Linked DNA regions of Mus musculus: regions 2, 3 and 4 are each linked to region 1. Evidence: chromatin contacts called from public promoter capture Hi-C data. All regions are on one chromosome and are shown on one strand. Each heading gives the region's core, a stretch centred on a gene start, on an enhancer-like site or on the middle of the called end of the contact. The rest is flanking DNA. Distances are from core to core; before and after follow the strand shown. Region 1 overlaps Runx2 (runt related transcription factor 2). Region 2 overlaps Clic5 (chloride intracellular channel 5). Region 3 has its middle 110 kb from the start of Clic5. Region 4 overlaps Supt3 (SPT3, SAGA and STAGA complex component).

Region 1 (2,597 bases), core at 35-2,534:
TCCTCATTCCAGATAACATCTGGGATGGCTCACCCTTCTTCTCTGCCATTACTTTGTATCCTTCTTGAGCTTTTTCTGATGGCTGGCCGTGACTTTTGCTTGCTTAGGAATGGTGGATGAGTATTTAGAGACTGGTCACTCGTGAACAGAGGTGGGCGGGGACAGGTAAGCTGTGTCACATGGATGAAGTGTAGAAACACTTTAAGATTATGTGCTGTTTCTGGGAGAGCTTCCTATCTCTACATCCCTGCTGTCTATGAAGGCATTTCCTGGGCCCTGTACTGATGCCAGTAGCCTGAAGTCTAGTTTTCCCTGAGAAACATGAATAAAAAGCCCTTAAGTTCTCCCTCTATGTCTCTGCCTGCCTGCCTGTCAGTCTATCTGTCTGTCTGTCTCTCTTTCTCTGTGTCTGTGTGTACATATTCATGTACACACATGTGTGTGGGGTGCATGTACACATGTAAGTGTGTATGTGTGTGTGTCTGTGTGTGTGTGTCTGCATGCACATGTGTAGGTAACTGTGTGGTGGTGGGTGTACATGCTTACATATGAATGTGTGTGCGTGTGTGCATATAGCACAAGTGTGTGGGGTCTACATGCACATTTGTGAGCGTTGTGTGAAGGTCAAAGGTTAATGTCGTTTCTGAGGCCAGGTCTCTCACTGAGTCTGCAGATGAGTCCCTAGGATCTTCACGGGTCTTCCACCTCAGCCCTGGCACCTCAGGCCTGCACTGCTGTGCTCAGCCTTTAATGCGGGTGTGAGGAACTCTGCACTCAGGCCTCAGGTTTGTGTAGCAGGCCTTTACTAATCAGACCGTCTCCTCAGCCCTAAGCATTTGACTACTAGATTTTCACCTGGCTTGCTCACTGTTTTCCAAGGTCCCCAAGCAAAGGAAATTACAGGCAAGTTCCATATTTTGATATTTGCAAACTTGCATCTATAAAGAGCAGCTTGATTGGTATAGATGCCAGTCATTTGGCCCCCTACTATATAAAATATTATTTTAAAATTCTAGTAACAGCAGGAAGATCCCTTCCCGTACTCACCCCCTCTCTTTAAGGAAACAGTGCTGGTGGAGGTTGGCCCTGGTGTCTGGTAGAATTTGGTGGAATGTGCTCTCTAGAAGAGCAGTTTTAAATCTCTTTCAGTACTTTTCTTTCTGTTGTTGACTGACTGTCAGGAGCTGGGAAGGTGGCCAAGAAGGAAATGACACATCGAGAGGCATTTTGCGTTGTGCAAGAGTCTGGGACTGATGCAAGGCTATATGGCCTGTTTACACATTCCTTCGCTAGCAGACTGCATGGCAGTAATTTAATTCAGGAGCGCATGGCATGCTGCAGCAAGGAGCTATGGCCTTAGCATCCTTTCATGGCAAATTATCACAGCCGTTAAAACATGCTCATGTCCCTCCTGTGCACTCCCCTGGCTACCCCCCCCCCCCCCCCCGCTAGGCTTGCTTTCTCATCGCCTGGGACTGGAGTTAACAGCAGCCTTGCTGGGGAGGCCCACTTTCCACATGCATCCCATCCCAGTTGATGGATTTATTTCTAACTAAATATAGCATTCAAATGATACGTGTGTTCTAGGGTTCTCAATCCACACGCAGGCTCCATTCGAATGTGTCAGTACTTTCTCAGGTCAGGAACGGTTTGTTCTTAAAATAGTGCTAGGGACTGAAAAAAAAAGATTGATTTTTTTTTAAAATGGGGAGGTTTCTTATTTATGAAAATGGCTTTTCTTTCTTCTGAGAAACAACTTGTGATAGATCACTGAGAGATCCCTTGCTTCTGTTTTGGGTCATGTAGTATTTTACCCAGTGGCTACTTGATTTGTATAGCATAGTTTATACTGACAGATGATAGTGGGAGAGAGAGTGATTGTTTTACTTTTTTTTTGTGGCCATAATTGTTCCTAGGTAGGATTTTCATATTGATGACATTTATGCTGTCAACTGAAGCATGGCTTTCCCTTCACATAAAATTCACGTGTAAGTTTTAATTGGGGCAACTTATGGGAACGTAATTGTTCTTGACTTTGAAGTGATTTGGGAAGCAAAGAGAACATAAAAACACTGAGTTCTTAAGGATTAATACGGCCTTTATAAATGATGGTTAAAAGAAGAGACTCTTTATGATGTGGCGCCCAAGTAGCAAGTGAAAGGCTACCCTGTGCTTCTGGTAACCTCTCTACTAGTCTGCTGTTCTCTACTAGTCTGCTGTTCTCTGGTGCTGAAAGCCTATTTGCTAGTAGACCAAAGCCTTTCCGTTAAAAATTGAAGGTTGAGGCTTTAACTTATAACATCTCCAGAAACAGTTAAGTCAGGCTTGTGTTCATGAGCAAAATAAATAAATAAATAAATGTGATGGGAACCTCCTTCTGTAGGAGCAGAGTTCAAGGCAGAGAGGAAGAATTGCTGAGTGATTTCTACTTGCCAAGGTCTTGGCAAGTAAGATGTAGAAAGTAAACAGAGACAGCCAGAGTGCACGCATCATAAGTCTCTGCTCCTCTTGGAGACCTCGGACACCAGCATTAAGCACCGTCGTTGGCTGTGGGTCGGTTCTCACAGGGGGCTGAGTGTACTGTTCATGGCTGGTAC
Region 2 (2,597 bases), core at 68-2,567, 450 kb after region 1:
AGATAGAGACAGAGATCCTTTTTAAAATATCCTAATCTCTAGAGTTGAAATATGTATAACTTGAATTACATATACTCAGAAATGTAAAGAAAAAATATTTTCATAATATTAGCTCCAACTATACATACATGTCAGGAGCAAAAACCTGGTTTTAAAATCTGAGACATTTGATCTCAGGACTCAAACTCTCCCATTCTGCAGACCACTGTGAGAGCCAAGGGCTATTCCACTGGGTACCTATGTGTTCTATCACCAGCTAGAGACTGCCTGTACATCTCTAGCTCCTTGCCAAGGAAACATTATTTCCTCATACCCTACCTTCCGACAAATCTGAGGACACATTTGCACTCTGCTTTTAACTGTTGGGTTTCAGTAGACTCTCAATGCTTCCAGTCATCCAGAATGGTCTAGAAGTGGTCAGTTAGTTTGGAGCCTGGTAGAGTCCTCCCCATACTTTCCGAACAACAGAGGCCTTGCCTGTGCTGGGGCCAATGCTGTGTAAGGAAAAGTGAAAACTCGGCTTGGATTTTCTCTGTGAAGGAAGAAATATGGAGACACCGTGAAGTACTACTGGAGAACTGGCTAAAATGTCTACTTCTCATCAGAGCGCATGTGGGTATAAAAGAAAGAGGCACTTAAGCCGAATGTGGTTTGAGGGAGACTCAAGTGGGAGTCTCTACCCATCGTACTGCTGGAAACACAAGAGAAATGATTCCACACCTTGCTGACATCTGAGAGTTAAAAACATAAATGAGGCCGGGTGATGGAGATTTAAAAAATATCCAATAAGAAGAATTTGACATCCCTTCTCTGTCACCTTTTGGAGGAAGCTATTTTTTTCTTGTGTCCTGCGATTACATAGGAGGCGACGTAGAACAGCTGAATTGTTCTGACCCAAACATCCAGGGGACTCGGAGCTGCCGCTGGAACAGTGCACGCCCAGGAAGAACAGAGGGTAAGGGGATGGAGAGGAGGCTGGCACGTGACATAGTAGTACTGTCACATTGAGGAAGCCAGAGACGCTGTAAGGAGGTCTTTTAGGAGGTTCATCTTTGTGGTTGCCAGTGTGGTCCCTCCCTGCCTCCAGTGAAGCCTCACCTAAGGTTTGTAGTCACTGTACAGGGTTAGGGACTCAGCCTTAGTCAAGTTATCTGAGTAAGGGGTCAAATGGGAAACAGGTAGACTGTGGGGTTCAGCCGCCCACAGGAGAACACCCAACGGGTAAAGTGAGAGGTCTCCGATGACTTCTCTGACTCACAAAGCATGAGGTCCTCAGAGCCACTGGGTCAGGGCTGGAACAGGATTTTAGAAGAGAGGAAAGGGCTTATCTGGAGGGGTGGTAGCTTCCTTTGTTGAATCTGGGCCTCTGGCTATGTTCACACATCATCAGGGTCCACAAAGGACAGAGAACCAGAACCTGGGTCAGGGGTGTCAGAACCAAGGCAGAACCTGGGTCAGGGGTGTCAGAACCAAGCACCAGGCTGCCTTTGGGGGTCCAATGCAACAGGTGACAACCTTCCATGACATGTCTGTCACTCACGAATAACTTGCCTTGAATTCTGCTGTTAGCAATGCCTGTTTCCTGGCTGCTGTCGGAGCAACTTCTGCAGGGTCTGAAGCGGAGTAAGGACCTAGCAGAAGATCTAACTTAGGATCATTATTACTGGAGGTCAACTCAAGGCAGACGGTTGGGTGTGGGAAGGAAAGTTTCGAACACTAGAACTATCCTGGGCACAAGGGGGATCCTGGGGGATATTGGAGGATGACTCATGCATTCAGAGTCGAACCTACCATTGTCTGGAATCATCCCTAAGGCCTTATTTTCTCCTGTCAGTGTTCAACATTCTTGGTCTGATCCCTTGGAGAATTTGAGCCCACAACTACCATCAGACCAATACCCCTGGGCAAGCTCCATTGGCCAGCAAAGTGTGTCTCAACAAGTCAAACCCAGCTCTGGGAGAGCCAGGAACTCATCTATGGAAAGCAATGCCCCAGTCTCCATTTCCAGACAGTGGCTTAAATTCAAATGTCGAGAAGACAAACTGAAGCAAGATGCCATGGCCCTCACCCCAGGTCCCTGCCATGCCTGGGAGGGATCAAAAGGCTAATAGGGAATCTGCAGTTCCTCCTGCCATGGTGGGAACTCTTTGCTCTGGAAAGAAATTCTTCCCTGGATGAAGGATAAAATGATCCCCTTAAGTATTTAGGATGCTGGACACTATGGGTCCCCTCCCCAAAGTCACAGAGTGAACAGAACCCTCTCGGATATGTCCCCAAGGAAACAGGGGACTTTCCTTTAAGGAAAACACATTCTCTATGAAGCCAATTCTCTGAGCTTTATAGAGGAATCAGTGCTTTGAAGAGAAGATCTTTTTCATCTAGCTCCACAGGCCAGCTTATTATTAGCAGACATTTATGTGGACAGTACCCAACAGCACAAACACACTTTGTATTTAAATGACACAGTCTTTGGTGATTGTTTTACTGTGTTTAAATCATGGTTGTGGTGAGGAATTTGGGGCAATTTCAGCATGCTGCTCATACAATACATTTTTGGAGGATGATATTGACGATATAGACAAGTTCCAGGTGCAGAT
Region 3 (2,597 bases), core at 48-2,547, 410 kb after region 1:
CCACAGTTAGGGAAAGCAAGTGGAGCACCAGCATTAAGCTCTCCCTGCTTTCTGTTATGTAACACGGCATGATGCCGTGGTATAATGCAGTATAATACTGCTCCGGTGGGAGTACCTGGCGGTCTCTGCCAAGGTGCTCCCCTGAGGAATCATACCAAGTGACAGGCCTAATAATGAAGAAAGTTTGTTAGGAAAGGGAGGGGAGTGGATACCCAGAAAAGGGATAGAGACAAAGAAAGAAAGAGAGGAAGAAAGGAAGACAGGAGCACATGGGAACACACAGAGAGAGACAGAGAAACAGACAGAGAGAAAAAAGAGAAGGAAGAGAGGAGAAGATAAGAGAGGAGGGGAGGGAAGGGGAGGGGAGGGGAAGGGAGGAGAGGAGAGGAGAGGAGAGGAGAGGAGAGGAGAGGAGAGGAGAGGAGAGGAGAGGAGAGGAGAGGAGAGGAGAGGAGAGGAGAGGAGAGGAGAGAAGAGAAGAGAAGAGAAGAGAAGAGAAGAGAAGAGAAGAGAAGAGAAGAGAAGAGAAGAGAAGAGAAGAGAAGAGAAGAGAAGAGGTGGGGTAACAAGTTGTCCTCTTGTACAACCTTGCTGTTGCACCTGGCTTCCAGGGCAGGTAGGCAGTGATGACGAAAGCTGTGGCTAAGTAGCTATTGGGCGGAGCCTAGCAGAATTGTCCTTAAGCCAACATTGACCAACTGCACCTTCCTCCTATGGTGCATTGCACTTTCCGAATGTGAGCCAATAGCGATGTTCCTATCTGTGAGTCACATATTGTCAAATATTTCGTCACAGCAACGAGAAATGCAATATACAGTGCATTGCAGGTGTCGCCGTCACTACTCGTCTTTAACCTTGTTCCTCTCCCTACACCTCACTTCCAGTACTTGTTCTAGGTTGACGCAGTTTGGCCTGAGTATGAGTCGAGTGTTTGAAGGCCAGTGGAAAGCCTGATATGCTGTAGCCCTTCCCTGGAGTCCCTGCCGAAAGCTATGTGGCACGGCTGTTCCTTTCGATTCCCTTTGAGCAGAGACCTTCGTTGTGGAAATCCGGCATGCCACCGTTCTTGACAAATTCAGATTTCTCAGCCTCCATGTCTAACAAGATGAGACCATTTGGCCCCGAGGAGTTGGGGAAGAGCTACTGTAAGGGCAATGTAACATGGTCAAGGCCAAAGGTGTCTATGTCGCCATTAACACCCAGGGATAAGTGCCAGACAGAGCAAGGGACCTGCTGTGTGGTGATGCCTGCAGGGACAGCTGGGAGGATGCCCGCTCGCTCGTGGGTGGTACAAGAGTCTAGCTCTGGTATTTCCATTCTTTCCTGATGAGGCAGAGGGAGCCTGGTCTTCCCAGGGCAACTCCAGCACAGCTCATTTGTGCATGTTTTACAATGGTGTTGATAAAATCCCTATGGAGCCCCAGAGCATGTGTGAGGAGTTCCCACCAGAAATCTAAACAACGCCCTGGCCTTGCTGACAGCTTAATAATGTGACAAAGTTCAGCCCCTTCAATGACAGGGACAGGAATGCAGCTGGGCTGGTCTGACCTAGAGCTTGGAAAATACCTCCCCCAACTCCAACCCAGCATTTGACAAATAACCTTTTCTTAGCCTTTTTGAAGGCACCAGACAGAATCAAGTGCCATGCATGGGCCACATGCCACTGCTAAAATGTTAAATGGAGTGGCAGGGGCCACCAGAGTCACTTGGGGCTGACATTTATCTTTATTATTATTATTAATAATAATGCATATATTACTTTTTGGTGCATTCCACGTTTTTCTCTTTTTTTTCCCTACTAAATCATGGGGCTGAACCTCAGCAGACCCAATAAATCACCCCATGAGCCCAAATTCAATGCAGCTGTCAGGCCAGATCCAAGAGGAGCAGGGCTGGCTTAATTGAGCTGCAGCAGAGACCCAATGGGCGTTGCCCAGAAAAATCAGAATAATAGCGGCAGAGCCGGTGACATTCAAGAGCGAGATGTGAGCTGCTAGCTTCAGCTTCAATTTTACAAAAGGAAAATGGTTGTGGGGGGCAGGGATGGGTGCAAGGAGAAATCCAGACTCCTGGTTTCTTTTCTTTTTTTCCTTTTTTTTTTCCTGCCCCAAAGCCAGTGCAGACAATGAGTTCCACATTTCAGAAGCTCAGCAGTAAAGTCTTCCATTTGCATCTCTCCCTTACCTTTCTTTTCCTTTGCTTCCCCTTGCTCCTTTTTTGGTGCCATGCACCTTCTTTTTCAACTAAAATAAAAGCTGAAAGTCGAAAAGCAACAGGATTTGAGTCGGAGCCAATTTAGTGGGCCAAGAGGTTACATATGGAGCCAACAAATCAAAGAACCGTGAAGGATATTACTGATTTAAAGCTATGTATGCTAAAGCCCCAATCCTAACAGCATTCATAAAGGTAAAGGCAACTAGTGGAAAAGCTTAACCGACAGACGTGGGCTTTCCCTCTGGCTGCCCTGATCCCTTTGCAAAATCACAGAGCATTTTGGCTGAAGAGAGCCTTCCCACCACAGCGAGCCCTCACCCTCAGGTGACTAGAAAGGAAGGCACCTACCTGCTCACCAGGCAGAGATGAGCTCAGCTGGATTC
Region 4 (2,597 bases), core at 63-2,562, 340 kb before region 1:
ATACCTCCAGGCTTGGTGGGACCACTGCCAACCAGTCTCATTGTATTCCTTGCCTGCAATCATTTGTGAACTAGGATGCTGGGGTTTGTGGAGTCAAAGTATTTTAAAATGCTTCCACTACATTTTATGCATAATCATGAATAGTGTAAAATTTCCCTCTACTATCATATAGAATGGGGGAAAAAAGCAGTTAGATGCAAAGTTTCTGAAGTGAGATATTTGAGCACATAAGACAGATTCAATAAATTGCATTGGTGGTGCCAAGTTCTAGCATATAAATTGGTTTCCTTACCAGCAAAATCACTTTCTAGGTAAGTAAACTGGAGGTGACTTAATGGTACAGTTGGTAATCTACAACATCAGTTTAGGTGGCATGTTCAATAATGGATGGGCTTTTGGAAAACGGGCTTAAAGTGCTGCATCATTTTGTCCCGCTTAAGAACTGGCTCTTTAGAAATGGAAATACTTTGAATTCACCACAAACAGCCACCTTCAGCCACCTCAAGTCATTGGCTTTGCTCCAGGGAACATCTAGGTCAGGATAGCTGTGCGAAGCCCTCAAAGCTTGGCTTTTCTGATAAAACTTGCTTGCTTGATTTATTTATTTATTTATTTGTATTATTTTAACGTGAAGGGCCTTGTTTTTCTCTGAGAAATGAAAAGATGCCTTCATATCAGATTCAGCTCAAGATGCAGCCGTATTCGCAAGAAGGGTTCCCAACAGCAGTGGATGCCAAAGATCCCTTCTCTCTTGCTTTGGTCTTAACTTGGCACAGTGTTTCAGATGGTATTCATTTGGAATAAGGAGATCGATGACATAGCCTGTCCAATCCTCCACTGTAAGTGGCTTTGCTAGGAGTGGGTATGCGCAGAAAATATAAATTCTTCTGTCTGTAGGCAACCAAAAGCATACCAACTCATCTTGGAGTAATTTAACCAATAAGATGATTTAGAGGACAGTTCAGTGGCACCATTTCTGGAAGGCAAAAGCTTAGCAGAAGGAACATAAATCAAAGGTGACTGGCAGGTAAAGGATATATGCAGCAATCAGCCAAGCCATGTGCACACTGGCACACATTCAATAAGATCATTTATAAAATTTTTAAGGCAGAAGTACACAAAAGGGGGTCTGGTGCTAACTAAATCCACAGATAGCTTACATGCCACTGAAATAAACACTTCCAGATGCGGGTGTACAAAACCCTTTTACAGAAAGAAATGTTTTCTTTCATAAATCTGAAGGAGGGACTTTTAGCAGAAAGGGCAAGAAAAAAAAATCTAAAACTGAGACGAAGCCTCTTAGGGCTGGAAGTGCTCGCTGAGCGGTGACTTGTAGCTAATGGTGGGCTCTGCAGCAGTCTCCAGCCAGAAGCACTGAGCTAGGAAGACTGGCTAATGTGTCATTCCACAAGGTCTAGAAAACCTGGACCCCCAGTCAGTGTTCCATTGTCTTTCTCCTTTTGGGGGCAAGGAGTGGGGACAGAGGGCTCTCACAGCCATCAGTACTAATCCCAGATTAGGGAGGAAGCTGCTGTGCATACGCCTTCTATACTAAACAACACTCAACCCCTGGTTAGATTACAGTCATCTTTGAGGAGTGCAAGACCAAATTCATCAGTGGATTAGAAAGTCAATTTGTTCTTCAAACTAGCAGAATACGTGGAACTTTTGGGTCAAATGAATATCTCCACAAAATCAAACAGAAAGCTAGAGTGTCTTTTCCATTTTTGTGTTTAGGTTAGTTATGCATTAAGAACTGTTCATGCTCCTTAGCAAGCAAGCCTGTAGGGCACCAAGCAGGAATCCTATGAAAATTAGTCTCTCTTGAGTCTTTAAACTCATGTCCTCAGCAAGCCGCTGCACACCAACTTTCCTGAGAACATGCTGACTGTCTGCACAGTGGCACACATTATCCACTTGCCACAGTTTGCTCTCCCATGAAGAGTGCTGCTCCAGTTATTCTGCAGGACAAATAGCTCCTGAACACATTTTGTCTTCTTCACTGTCATTATCTCTACCAAAGGAGAGACTCTTCTGGCTTCCTATGGCAGCATCGTGCAGTGGATGCCTCTTTGGTGTTTATCACACCATCTCAGGCAACTCTCTCTTCCCATTACCATCTGAATTATATGTTCTAACATAGGGCTGTTCAAATCCACTCCCTGCCCCCCAAACTAAACTATTTCGTTGATGGCATTAGCTATGTAAACTTTTAAGATAAACCTAGGTTATCTTGTTTTGAATTAGCATCCTTCTGGGGCTGGTGAGGTAGCTCTCTTGGCAGGTAGAGTGTTTGCTGCGTATGTTCAGTCTTGGATTTCATCCCCAGCACAACATGCACTGGCAGAGCTGGAGGAGCATCCCTTCAATCCCAGCACTCGAGGAGGAGGAGGCAGGAAGAGCAGAAGTTCAAACTCATCCTTGGCTGCATAGGGAGTTTGTGGGGCTACATGGGACTCTTATCTTAAAAACAAAACAAAAAACAAAAAACAAAACAAAACAAAACCCCAACACTCTTGGAACCTTCACCTTCTCTGGATTCCTGTCAAGGCCGACTCTCACATGTGCCTGAGCAGCCATGATGCTTTCCTGAGTCT

What was found. Promoter capture Hi-C pulls out the DNA fragments that hold promoters and counts their contacts.
Region 2: a contact with region 1 is called in a promoter capture Hi-C map of the 3T3-L1 cell line, with 7 times the contacts expected there. The contact joins two enhancer-like sites. A contact is called at or near these places in 6 of 39 promoter capture datasets (the 3T3-L1 cell line, the C10 cell line, cranial neural crest and 3 more), 1 of 15 datasets of contacts at CTCF or cohesin (the NIH/3T3 cell line), 5 of 484 Hi-C or Micro-C datasets (embryonic stem cells, germinal center B cells and pre-hematopoietic stem cells) and 5 of 115 datasets of contacts at active chromatin or transcription factors (acute myeloid leukemia, bone marrow-derived macrophages, embryonic stem cells and 2 more).
Region 3: a contact with region 1 is called in a promoter capture Hi-C map of cranial neural crest. The contact joins two enhancer-like sites. A contact is called at or near these places in 2 of 39 promoter capture datasets (cranial neural crest and embryonic stem cells) and 2 of 115 datasets of contacts at active chromatin or transcription factors (acute myeloid leukemia and pancreatic cancer cells).
Region 4: a promoter capture Hi-C map of the C10 cell line shows a contact between it and region 1. The contact joins two enhancer-like sites. A contact is called at or near these places in 3 of 39 promoter capture datasets (the C10 cell line, cranial neural crest and liver) and 2 of 115 datasets of contacts at active chromatin or transcription factors (bone marrow-derived macrophages and large pre-B cells).

The regions. Positions count from the first base shown.
Region 1 is chr17:44,708,703-44,711,299 of GRCm38.p6, reverse strand. All of the region lies in intron 3 of Runx2 (runt related transcription factor 2), which reads left to right. Among named protein-coding and RNA genes, the nearest start is that of Runx2, 27 kb to the left of the region's middle. Within about 2 kb of position 1,284, at least 161 of the 459 cell types and tissues checked have an H3K27ac peak or open chromatin away from gene starts, as enhancers often do.
Region 2 is chr17:44,262,396-44,264,992 of GRCm38.p6, reverse strand. The region is part of intron 4 of Clic5 (chloride intracellular channel 5); the gene reads right to left. Among named protein-coding and RNA genes, the nearest start is that of Clic5, 75 kb to the right of the region's middle. Within about 2 kb of position 1,317, at least 6 of the 459 cell types and tissues checked have an H3K27ac peak or open chromatin away from gene starts, as enhancers often do.
Region 3 is chr17:44,299,736-44,302,332 of GRCm38.p6, reverse strand. No RefSeq gene overlaps it. Among named protein-coding and RNA genes, the nearest start is that of Clic5, 110 kb to the right of the region's middle. Within about 2 kb of position 1,297, at least 37 of the 459 cell types and tissues checked have an H3K27ac peak or open chromatin away from gene starts, as enhancers often do.
Region 4 is chr17:45,053,301-45,055,897 of GRCm38.p6, reverse strand. All of the region lies in intron 11 of Supt3 (SPT3, SAGA and STAGA complex component), which reads right to left. Among named protein-coding and RNA genes, the nearest start is that of Gm35097, 93 kb to the left of the region's middle. Within about 2 kb of position 1,312, at least 7 of the 459 cell types and tissues checked have an H3K27ac peak or open chromatin away from gene starts, as enhancers often do.